Regions from separate parts of the Danio rerio genome. Here region 1 is linked to region 2. The links are chromatin contacts, called in public Micro-C maps. All regions are on one chromosome and are shown on one strand. The core of a region is the stretch at or near the end of the contact, and the rest is flanking DNA. Distances in the headings are between cores, read along the strand shown.

Region 1 (6,444 bases), core at 2,184-4,683, 130 kb after region 2:
CAAATCTTTGTTTGAATTTTTTAAACTTCCTTTATTACCTGACAAGCCATTTCCTGGTTCTCATCCATGTCTGCATCATCTTTCTCCACTGCCTGAAATTAAGGTAAAACGTAAGACAAAAAGCAAAGCAATAAGAACAGAAAAGCAGTATATTTATTAGCTAATTGTAACACCTCACCTCCTCCACTTCAGGTTTGCTCATGACAATATCTACACCATCCTCCGTGTCGCAGTTATTTGAGGCATCCTCCTTCAAGCCGCCTGTGTTCTCTTCATTCGAATACGTGTCTAAAACCTCCTCATCATATTCATCTTCATCAGGGTCACCTCCATTACCCATATCGGCTTCATCCAGAACATTCATGTCCATGATATCCATCTCATGAAGGTTCTCTGGCACAGCATCTGGGTCCTCCTGAAGCAGATGATGAATGCTGTTAGTATTGATTAAAATTATGCAAACTAGTGGTGTAATGGATCACAAATCTCACGGTCTGGATCACATCATGGTTTTTTAGTCACGGATCGGACCATTTTTCGGATCAGCCCAAAAGGGGAAATGACAAATGTAATTTGCTTTTCAATTATTACAAAAACAGTACTGCAAGACACTTTTGGTTTTATCAAACAAAACTTACAACCTGTAATTTTATAAAAATAAAATAATGAGATTATTAAAAAAAAAAAACTAAAATATTCAGTAAAGTAAAAAAATTCACTATTACTACTACAGTTGCTGATAACACTAAATGTTGAAATCATTTAATTATAATTTGTACAACCCATATTTATTTTAGTCACATTTTCAATGATTTATTAATCACTCATAAAACATCATGTTAAGATCCCGATCTTTTGATTAATTTTGCAGCTTACACTGAATGCACTGATACAGGCTAAACAAGTAGTGACAAAAAACACCACATCCCAAATAACCTACCACAACTTCTTCCATCATCATTATATTTTACAGGAAAGCCTAAATGCTTTCATACATGTGATTTGAAAGACGCGAAAAGTGATCTTTCTGTGATCGTTACAAATTTAAGAATAATCTACCAGTAAATAAAATGTATTAATCTGCAGGCCACGTGTTCCAGAACCATGGGTTGTGATCTGTACGAATTACAGATCAATCGTGATCAATTACATCCCTAATGCGAACAAATAATATATATATATATATATATATATATATATATATATATATATATATATATATATATATATATATATATATATATAAAAAGTCATTATGTAAATCCAGCATCAAATTAATAACAAAAAAAAAAAAAAAAAACACCTGGCCATCAACAGAGTCCTCCTCAAGTGTGGAGTCTTCAGGTCCATCATGGTCATCTTGTCTCTTTCCTATAGAAAGAAACAAATAAAAATTATTTCAAACCACATAATTTAGTTTTTTGCCCTTAGTAAACATGCACTTATGCTCCTATTGGATATAACACTTCCCCATCAGAGAGAAAAAGAACTTGAACTTAACTTTCCTGAATGAAGTAAACTTTGGACCCATTCTGTGAAATTACAACATGCTCCTTAGTAGGCATGGGTCGATAAGCGTTTTCAAGGTGTACTATGTTTTGGAAAAGTCAAGGTCTTAAAGCCGCCAAAATTTCTCTCTGTTACACTGTTTGTACAATTTAGGTTTTTATAATGTTTTGTTAATTTTTTTAGAACAACAGTATCTCCAGCAGAAAATGTTTCAAATGGTGTCGTTGTTTTTAAGGCAGCAGAAGGCAATGATTCATTTAGCCTGACATGTTTACTGGGATAAAATATTTTAAAAGTTTTGCAAAATGAAATATATTGTGTTCAAAGCGCAAAAAAAGTTTTGTTTTTAACCCGGACATTTTAAAAGAATATATTTAGAGCAGTAATCACAATACTATAAAACTGTATTTTTTATCCAAGGTTATCATACAGGCAAAATTTTATACCAGCCCATGATTACTCATCAAAATTTAGTCTAGTTTTTTTTTTTTTTAATGAGAGAATTGGTCAATGCAGAATGGACTTTAAGTCTAAATGAAGAGTTCGAATGCAAAAAAAACTCTACCTGTCATCTGAAATGACCATTTTTGTCAGCCTCCTATGTTTATGTTCAGTTGTTTCACTTTAAAGGCAATGTAAATGACGTATATGTCACTATAAAAGTAAAATAACTGAGCCTACACAAAGGAGTCAGAGAAAAATGCTCATTTTAGAAGAAAATATCAAATGGCTTTAAGAGGTTTTTGCATCTAAACTCTTCAAATGCGCTTGTTGTAACATTATGCAAAGACAGAGGCTTAGCCTGTTCAGCAAAGAGCACAATACCATGCTTATGCACTGGTACTAAAATGCACTTGTACACATCATGCACAAACAGAAAAGAAACAGACATGGAATAAACAGATTACAAAATGGAGATGTGTGACTAAGGACGTCTGTAAATATATTACTCATTAGACAAACTAAACATTCTTATATTTTTTTTCTAGCAAACAGTTTTAAAACCACAAACTAAAATGTGAATACAATATATCTGCAAACACAAAAAATTAAAGTACTGATAAAAGAGGTATTGCTGTAACGTTATCCCTTTTATCCTTCCGTTTTCTGATCTTAATAAAACAGTACGGATCAATTTTACCTTTTGGAGTTCGACGTGGTGTTTTCTTAGGAGTTATGTCAAGATGTACAACAATCTCATCTGGATTTCCCCCCTCTTCTTCAATTGCCTGAAAACGAAAGTGTGATGTAGTCAAACACAAGCATTATTGATACTTATCTATAGTTTCTGCATAACAACCCCTTTATTGTTGTGCAATGAAACCCCACACTTCATTCAATGTACATTACGTAAGACATCTTGAAATCAAAATATTCTGCAAAGCTAGGTGGGGTTTCTAAAACGACTAATGTAAACAGCTGTGATTAGCAAAAAAGAGTGTACGTTAACATATACAATACGTTAACAAAACAAACTATTGTATTAGTAAAGAGGAGATATAAAAAACAGGGAAATGGCAACACATGTAACGCTACTGCAGTAAACACTGACCCCACAACGTTAACTCAAATCTCATTCACTCTGAAGTATATAAAGGTGCGAGATTATTAGGATAACATATGATTCCGTGGTTCTGTTACCTTTTTAAGTCTCTCTGAAAGCAGGCTTTTATTGCCGCTGATGTCGAGGTTTCGGCGCTTCAGCTCGGCCTTCAAATCGATGACTCTCAGCTCGGATATTTTACGAACGCCAGGCTCTACAGACCCCACATCTCCCGTCGAAGTGTCTGACATGTTTTCAGCCAGTGAGACTGCAACGGTGAAAGAATTATCACAAATCTCCTTCTATCCGCACACACTCACCAGATTTTTGTGCACAGAGCGTGATGAACAGCGTTTCTCACTTGAAACAAAATGGCGTCGACCAGCAGTCACGCGCATGCGTCTGCCATTGGATGTTAAGCGCATGCGCAAAAGCGTCATCATAGTCGTGGTTGGGCGGGAACGTCGAAGAATTTACAAAAAAAGACGTCGAAAGATTTACAGATAATGTGGGAGATGTTTCTGGGTTGCAGCTGCAAGGGCATCCGCTGCCTAAAACCTATTGCATGCTGGATAAGTTTGCGGTTCACTCCGCTGTGGCGACCCCAGATTAATAAAGGAACTAAACCGAAAAGAAAACGAATGAATAAATGTTGTGGGAGATGTAAAATGAAAGGTTAGTTTTAATGTTTCAGGTCGAAAATTCTTAAAAATAACATATTTCGTGATTTAAAGTTTGAGATTAATGTGCAGGATTGGTGAATGGATGGATTTCGGTCACTCCTGCCATAAGCATATGTGTTAGTGCAGGGGTGTCAAACTCAATTCCTGGAGGGCCGAAGCCCTGCACAGTTTAGTTCCAACCCTGCTCCAACACACTTACCAGTAGGTTTCAAACAAGCCTGAAGGACTCAATTACTGTATTTAATTAGGGTTGGAACTAACTGTGCAGAGCTGCGGCCCTTTCGGAACTGAGTTTGACACCTGTGTGTTAGTGGGAGCTCAATAGTTCCTTACTGGAATAAGTAATTTCACTAAGAAACTTTTACATCCTCGCAACCTTTTCATCTAAGTTCTTTACATTACTAAAGTGTTCTGCATGACAGACCTTAAAAGGAACCTAAAAATGTTATTTGAGGTACTAAAAAAATAGTTGTGCCATTTTTGGCCAAGAATTGTTAAAAATAACATAATTGTTGAAGTTATAGATTTTTGTGCAAGGTTAACGGGTGGATTACGGTCACCCATGCCATAAACATGTCTTATAGTGGGAGCTCAATATAATATTTTGCCTTTTAAATAAAGGTTCCTTACTGGAATAAGTCATTTCACTAAGAACGTTTTACATTCTTGCAACCTTCTCAGCCAAGTTCTTTACATTACTGAAGTGCTCTGCATGATAGGGCTCAAAGGAACCTAAAAAGTTTATCTGAAGTGCCAAAATTTTTTATTCCTGGCACCTTTGTTTTAAAGAGGGAATTACAAGTTATTTAACCTTGGCATTTATAAAAAAAAATTAATAAGATTTTTTGGGGATATTTAAATAAAGCACACTAAAGATAATTTGTCAGGATTTGTGAATCATCTGCCAGTATATTTTATATTTTCTTTTAAATACATTTCTTATACTTATTCCTAAACATTGCATTTTGTTCTTGTATTTTATTTTATTCCTAGAAATGTTGCATAAGTTATTTTTGTGATACATTAGCTGTTACAACAGAAGAAAAAAAGCTATTGTGTACTTAAAAAACAAATATATAACTATATAATTTAATGCACTGGTTGGTTGACTTTTCAATAATACCATAATGTAAATATTAACAGCACATACACATTACATTCTCATCATGTCTGTGTAACATAAGGAAGGTGCGGGAATACAACAAAATGATACTGCAACACATTCACAGTTTGTAATAGATCTCGGGTAACACTTTACTGCTAAATGGAATTTTGAAAGTTGCTAAATTTAAATGGCAGTTCCTCAGAAGAAGCACTGGGTAAACTCTTAATGGCGGGAGGTTCTTCAGACTCAAGAAACTCTGGACATAATGTTTCCTCCGGTTCGTTCTTCAAACCAAAGCATGCAAATGATTCCATTGGTACCCGATAGTTGGGCAAGGATGTAGATGCAGAACCAATGAAATTTTGTTTTAGGTCAGGCAGGTTAGCTCTGAAGCTTTCGCTGAAGGATGAAGAGTCCAAAAAACTGGACATTTGTTGATCAGAGGAGGAACTGTGAAAGAGCCGTGGCTCGTGGAGATTGAGTTTGGACACTAGAGGTTTTCCCACAGTGATCCTTTTCTCTTCCAGGAGCTCTTCATCCAGATTACCATACTTGTAGTGTAGACACACAGTAAAGGAGAGTTCTTTCTGCATGGGAAAATCAAGTAATATATGATAAATAACACATACATATGCATAGTATACAGTTGAAGTCAGAATTATTAGCCCCTCTTTGAATTTTGTTTTCTTTTTTAAATATTTCCAAAATGATGTTTAACAGAGCAAGGAAATTTTCACAGTATGTCTGATAATATTTTTTCTTCTGGAGAAAGTCTTATTTGTTTTATTCTGGCTAGAGTAAAAGCAGTTTTTAATAAATAAATAAAAAATTATTAGCCACTTTAAGCTATTTTTTATTTGATAGTCTGCAGAACAAACCATCATTATACAATAACTTGCCTAACTACCCTATCCTGCCTAGTTAACCTAATTAACCTAGTTACGCCTTTAAATGTCACTTTAAGCTGTATAGAAGTGTCTTGAAAAATATCTAGTCAAATATTATTTACTGTCATCATGGCAAAGATAAAATAAATCAGTTATTAGAAATGAGTCATTAAAACTATTAGGTTAAAAAATTCTTCCCTCCATTAAATAGAAATTGTGAAAAAAATAAAGAGGGAGGCTAATAATTCTAACTTCAACTGTATATACTGTGCATATACAAACAAGAGTCACTATACCTTGAGTCTCTGCAGGGCACTAATACGAGTGAAGAGCTGAGGTTGTTTCAGAGGCAGTAGATCATCTATGGTCAGCAGGAAGCTTTCAGCCTCGTGGAGACTCTCCTGATTGCTGCGCTTCAGGTCAACTTCAGGGCCCTTAAAAATATTGTCAAAACTTAATCCAAAATAATATCTGCATGTTTGACATTGCAAGGGAACAAGTTTCCTTTAAAACCAATCATTGATACATATTCATGTTATATTTTCATGGATTAAATCAATACCTTTTTTGCAGATCTACAAGAATAAAATTCACCTCAGTAAAATCAGAAAGCTGAGCAGAGCAGGACACAATGTCTGTTGGAGTCTCCAATATCTGAGTGTAGATTATCATGATATTGGAAAACTCTGCAGCAAAACCGAGCTGCACCGTGACACC
Region 2 (6,644 bases), core at 3,438-5,937:
ACTATGGTTACCACAACAGTAGACATTGTTCCGATGTTATATTTGTTTGGTTTTTGTCCACAAAATGCTCCTGTATGTAGGACTAGTTTCTTACGCATCTCATCCAAAGCATTTTGTTTTGTTTAGATTTTTGACAGTCATATTCAGCATAGTGACAAATTGCCAAGAACTGACACTCAATAGAACGTTTCATTGCAACAGCAGCGCCCAGCAACATCCCCGCGATTCCGCCATTTTGGAATGAAAGTGATCGGTTGTCCATTGGATCTTATTGCTGTCGCAATGGCAAGCAGTTGCTTTGCTTTTTATTTATTTATTTAAAAAGTGCATTAAAGCTGGGATACAACCTAAAAGACGACAATACAGCACTTACTATCACAATCATCGGCACTTTTAATATTTTATTTTACAGACTTATAATATGCTTTTGTTCTATTGGAGTTTTCATTCCAAAATGGCCGCTGCGTGACGCTTGAGGCATCTAGTGGCTGTTTCACAAATCACACTAGAGTCTCGCCTCTTGGTGATTCTATGCTCTTTGATAGTGATATGAAACTGTAAAGACTGATTTATACTTCTGCGTCAAGCAAGAGCCACGCGAGTCCATTGGAGTGAGTGTTTACAAGTGTCGAGTCCCGTGAAGGAGCTCCAGATAAAAAGTTTTGAGTTTACCTCATGGTTAAAGTTGTTGCAAGTCCACCGGTTCCTGCCTCAAAATGAGTGAGTTTGAGCCACTTGTACATTAAGGAAGCGTTCAGAAAAAACAAAACACTAACGAAGAAACTCGACACAGTAACATAAACACCTACTGTCAGCTAGTGTTACAGAAGTATTATAGCAGAGGAACACGAACAGCCCGCAGAAGTATAAATGCACGGTAAAGCGCAAGGCATGCGCCGTCGGTCACGCTGATCACTCAACGGAGAAGTATAAACCAGGCTTAATGCAGAACTACTTTAGCTGCGCATGTATCTGAAAATAACTGCACACCTTAGAATGTTCATTAGCCAATCAGAATCAAACATTTACAGGTAATAAATTATATACATATAATGTCTGTTGATGTAATATTACCGTGCTCTGTATATTCAAAGCGCTCACTTCTGTCTCCAAGCTGGGATATAGTCTCCCAGGATGACTTGTAGAATTGTTTTGAAGCTGTGAAGTCTGGTTTTCTTCAGAGATATTTGATTGAAGCGTATTTGTTGCTGTTGAAGAACTTATCCATTCAACCTGCCTATGGCTTACATCTTTCTTTTGAGGAAATAACAGCTCAACATAGTTAGTTTTGCCGCCCTGAAACACAAAGGAGAAAAACTTTAGTTCAAATCAACACACATATACTAAGATTACGATTCATGGTTTCCGTCCACTCTTAGTGTGTCTGATGTTTTAAACAGAAATTGCATGCTATGTGAGAATGCAAAAGTGTACAAAACTTTTACTTCAAATTGTTTTTAAATGTGTGATGTATAAATTTTATAGGACACTAAGGCTGTATTTTTATAGCTCTACATTACAGCTATAATACAAACAACTTTAACGGATTAAATGATTTCCTATAATATTTTTTCTTCTGCAGAAATCTGCTTTTATTTATTCATTCATTCATTTTCTTGTCGGCTTAGATCCGCCACAGCGGATTAAACCGCCAACTTATCCAGCAAGTTTTTACGCAGCGGATGCCCTTCCAGCCGCAACCCATCTCTGGGAAACATTCACATACACTCACTCACACACACACACTCATACACTGCGGACAATTCAGCCAACCCAATTCACCTGTACCGCATGTTTTTGGACTGTGGGGGAAACCGAAACACCCGGAGGAAACCCACGCAAACGCAGGGAGAACATGCATACTCCACACAGAAACGACAACTGAGCCGAGGTTCGAACCAGCGACCCTGCGACGTTCTTGCTGTGAGGCGAACGTGCTACCCACTGCAACACTGCGTCGCCCTGCTTTTATTTAATATAAACTAAACAAATCTTTTTTACATTATACTATAATTATTATCATATAATGTATATAATCTTTTAATAATTTTTCGATGAATGTGAGAAATGTGTTATACAAATATGTTGTGCATAATGTTTTAATGCATAATTAATATGCACTATTAGTTCTACAAAAATAAGAAAAGTATTTTAAATCTTTTACAAAGAACAGTTTAAATTACATATTAAAAGGGAAAAAATATTTTCATACTAGTTTTATGTTCTTGTTTAGCAGGTGATTAGCATCTGAGGGGTGCCCAAACTCAGTCCTGGGGAGGCCGGTGTTCTGCAGAGTTTAGGTCCAACCCCAATTAGACACCTGAACCAGCTAATCAAGCTCTTTCTAGGTATACTAGAAACTTTCAGGCAGGTGTGTTGAAGGAAGTTGGAGCTAAACTATGCAGGACAGCGGCCCTCCATGACTGAGTTTGGGCACCCCTATTTCTAACTAGACTGATCTGTGTCTATCAAGGGAATTATAATGAATAGCCATAACCAAATTGTTTGCAACGTACAGGGCAACAATATGCTAGCATTTAAGTGTAAATCTATACCTGTTCACAGGCCACAGTGAGCAATTCATTGTAGGGGAGAATAGGGCATCTGCGATGGAAAGCCACCAAGTCATGAAGGGAACAATACACCGTCTTTTCTCCCACTATCATAAACTGGTTATCTGGCAATACGTTGATCATAAAGTGTCGGCATCGATCTTCAGCTCTAAAAAAAGAAGATTAACAGGTCCGCTGTTAGGTCTAATGGACTCATTTGTGTTTAGATGTTTTGCGACTTCCTTATAGTCAAAATTAATAACTGGCAACAATGGCCATATTCACACACACACACACACACTTACCGATAAGATAATGTATAACCCACTCTGCTTTCGCTAACACGAATAAGGAAGTAACCAGCCGGCTTGCACATCAGCATTTCCTCTGCAGCTCTAAAACACAAAATTATTTTATCGGACTGGATATCAGAAACCTGATTTTCAGGTAGATGACATCGTCATGACATGACACATTTCGAGCATTTTTGAACAATTCAAAGTCATGTTTGCATATTTTTGTAACATAAGTCCATTACTTCCTGGATATGATGCCATGAAACCATTCAGGAACAATTCCATTCTCCAAAATGCAGCTGCGCTGGTATTCTGTAAACCAGCTAAATGCTGCATTACTGCTGTCATTTGGCAAAGGAACGGCCATGACATCAAGTGTGTCCTATAAACACACAAATAATTGGATGAAATAATGTGTAATTTGTATGTATAAAGGTCAGTTTGTGTTTGTATCTAAATTTACATTAAATTTACATTGAATCATTTGGCAGATGCTTTATCCGAAAAAGGGGTTTCTGCAGGTTTCACAGAGTTAAATTTAAGACTTTTTAAGACATTTTTTAAAACTTTAGACTCATTATGGGCTATGAAAAATATTTTTCCCTATCCAAAATAAATACATAAATAAATAAATACATTTAATAATACAACAATAACATTTTTTTTATATTTTAGATTTTTTTCTTAGCAAATTTTTTTAAATATTGTGTAAAAACAAGCAAGCTCTACTTGTATCCATTCACTTGTTTTCCAATATAAACTTTCTTTAAAATGAAAAAAAACGAACAAATGTTTTTAAAGTTTTAAAAACTATAATAAACTAAATCTATGCACAACAATCTGTCCAGATCAGTGTCCTCAGCAGTAAATACACAGAGAACGTTTAAACAAATGTTATTGTATGGAAAACAATTAAACCATTATGATAAATAGAGTAAAAAATTACGGTTTAAAATAAAAGTTCAACGTTTTATTGAGATTTATTGTTGGTGATTGTATGGGTTTTGGCCAGATTGAGTAGCAATGCATGAACATGAGAGAGTGATTTTGTTAATGTCAAATTTAGTGTATATATATATATATATATATATATATATATATATATATATATATATATATATATATATTTATATATATATATATATATATACACTAAATTTGACATTATATTATATATAGGGCCTATATATACTATATATATATATATATATATATATATATATATATATATATATATATATATATATATATATATATATATATAGGCCTATATACTCACAAAAACATTAATTAATTAAAACAGACCAAAATCTATGTTATATTAAAGAAGTCAACAACACTAACCGTAACCGTAAGTATGACAAAATGACAAATGTTAACCGTTAAATCAACATAATTCACACGTAGTTTTACTATCCTCACAATTTCAACTTCTAAAATTCTTTACATAATTCAGTTTCAGCCCTGGATAAGTGACCCGCTGTGGATAGCCTAATACATGTTTTATACGTCTGACATTAACAATAACGCATCAAAAATGTCATGTTTATAATGCACTCACCTGCCGAGGAACAACGCACGGTATTGTGACAGCAGTTGACGTGACCTCACCTGTTAAAACTGTTGTATGGGTGTGGTTTAATTAAAGTAATCGACACATACATTTAAACTATAAATAATTACAGCAATGTACTCCAAATCATTCTTCGGTTTCAGCTGAAAACATATCCAGTTTACAAACGTTGACAGTTGATTTGTTCGCGGGAAAATTTGACGTATGATAATACAGTGAGTAGTATTTACGTTACTTTCACCTTCCTGGAAGGTCTGGTCAAAGTCTAATTAGCTGAACCTGCAGGCAAATCAGGTAAGTCTGCTCGACGAACGTCACGGAAAGTAATGAATATTCATAAGCCAGTTCGTCCCATTTTTTTCTTGTTGGTCTGGCGGTTTTCGGAGATTCTGACAGGTCTGGAGGATTACTGTCAAAGAAATGCTTCGTTTTTGTGTCATATTATTGCTAACACTTACTGTAAGTACTTTTTTGTGTGAGATGTTTTGCTCAAACAGCTAAGCAAGCATATTAAATCAGCAATTCAGCACTGTAGATGGTTCTGGACAATAATCAAACATTTACCTCACGAACAGACTTTTTATAAAAATTTATTACACAGAAAGTGGAAAAAGAAACTTTTGAGGCATTTTGAAATACTCATTTGACAGGGGAAAAAAAAGAAAATTCACAAAAAAAGTTTCAGGAATAGCTAATATTTCTTTGGTCTTTGTTTGGTCTTCATTTTGTGTTGGCTCCACAAAGTTAACCTGGTACTTTAATATAAATGTATACATACCATGGTGCATTATCAATGGAGTAATGAACTGCAATGCAGCATGTTGACCAGTAGATGGCGCGCATGTTGTAATTATGAAAAACGCCAAACTGCGCTTCAAACGCCTTCATAACTTCTTCGGTTCTTCAGAATACACAATAGCACAACTTCAAGTGATTTTTTTTTTTGCTCGAGCACATGAATGTTCACTTTCCCATGAGGTATGACATTTATTAAGTTACTTAAAACAGGAAAACTCAGATATAGCACCTCATCGTTTGGCTAATTTTTGAAAGTTGTCGAGCCAAGTCGAGAAAAGAAAAAGCATAAAAGAAATACCTCAGACCAAAAATTAAATTATTATTCTGTGAGAAAATAGGGCTCAATAGTTTGCGAGTTGGAATGAAGGAGAGTATTTGTGGAATGTTTTAAGATGGACGTCGTTTTCTCTCATCGTCTTGCTTTATAAGCTGTTCAGCTCCTGAAGTGTTTGATCCAGCACTTGGTGCATTCCCAGGTTTTCTTCTTTTGCAGAAGATAATTTTTCTAAAAGCAAAAACGAAAATCATTAGTCAGACGCTCATTTTAGGCTATACACACTATTTTTACAAGCAGTTTAGTGCACTTCTTAGTGTTCTTCATCCACAACCATGTATGTGTTAAAAAAAGAAAAGTAAACATTCACTTTACTTGTGCTGACAAGTCAGTGTGTCAGTAATAACATTAGATAAGCATGAAATTTATGGGTACAATTAAATAATCTTTAAAATGTTAGGATTAGTAACATAATATATGAAGAGTTCAGATGGATAAACCTCAAAGTGCCATCTGGAATTTTCTTCTAAAATTAGCATTTTTCTCAGACGTATTTCTTAATTTAGTAATTTCACTTTTACGGCAAAGAATAGGTCATTTTCATTGATTTTAACATGAAATAAATGAACATAAGAGCAATTCCATTATTATGGATGTGACATTTGCAGTAAAAACTCAAAACATATATTCACATAGAAAGTATATATTAACAATATATTGAAAAATCTGTTTATATTTTCCAGAACAACTGACCACTGATTTAAGGTACCAGAAAAATATCAATCTGTAATCATGTTTTGTACTTTAAATGAGGAAAATAAAGGTGCGTTATGGACGTGACCAAAAAAGTATGCGAGTTGACAGTATACAACATACTTTGTAGAAATTCTGTAAATTAAACTGAATAACCCAAATGAATTAATGATAATCAAAAGGTTGAGTCGGGTCACTATAGAACAAAAATGATTGATTTTATTTAATTAAATATTTTTGCATTTATGAAGAAAAAGTGTTGTTGTGACATTTGATGTCATGTGACAAATGTGAAATTGTCACTTGTGCAAATTTGGTGAATTAAATATATAAGTTTGAAAACATTGACAGATACATTTTGGAGTATTTCTAAAGTTCTGTAAAATGCTTGCTTAAAC

What was found. Hi-C and Micro-C count contacts between places; a contact is called where the count stands out from the background.
Region 1: a contact with region 2 is called in a Micro-C map of caudal fin, with 4 times the contacts expected there. The contact joins the promoter of safb here to the promoter of hsh2d in region 2. A contact is called at or near these places in 2 of 18 Hi-C or Micro-C datasets (caudal fin and hematopoietic stem cells) and 1 of 4 datasets of contacts at active chromatin or transcription factors (embryo).

Annotation. Positions count from the first base shown.
Region 1 is chr22:15,420,492-15,426,935 of GRCz12tu, forward strand. It overlaps safb (scaffold attachment factor B), which reads right to left and starts at 3,434. Exons shown (of 21, transcript NM_214683.1): 1 at 3,151-3,434; 2 at 2,651-2,738; 3 at 1,304-1,371; 4 at 179-415; 5 at 39-92. The coding sequence starts at 3,303. malt2 (MALT paracaspase 2) reads right to left here. Exons shown (of 17, transcript NM_152976.1): 15 at 6,322-6,444; 16 at 6,024-6,161; 17 at 4,811-5,427. The coding sequence ends at 4,996.
Region 2 is chr22:15,289,308-15,295,951 of GRCz12tu, forward strand. hsh2d (hematopoietic SH2 domain containing) reads right to left here and starts at 4,688. Exons shown (of 6, transcript NM_001017541.2): 1 at 4,410-4,688; 2 at 3,091-3,230; 3 at 2,858-2,947; 4 at 2,556-2,721; 5 at 1,075-1,296. The coding sequence starts at 3,215. It also overlaps a transcript of tpm4a not described here.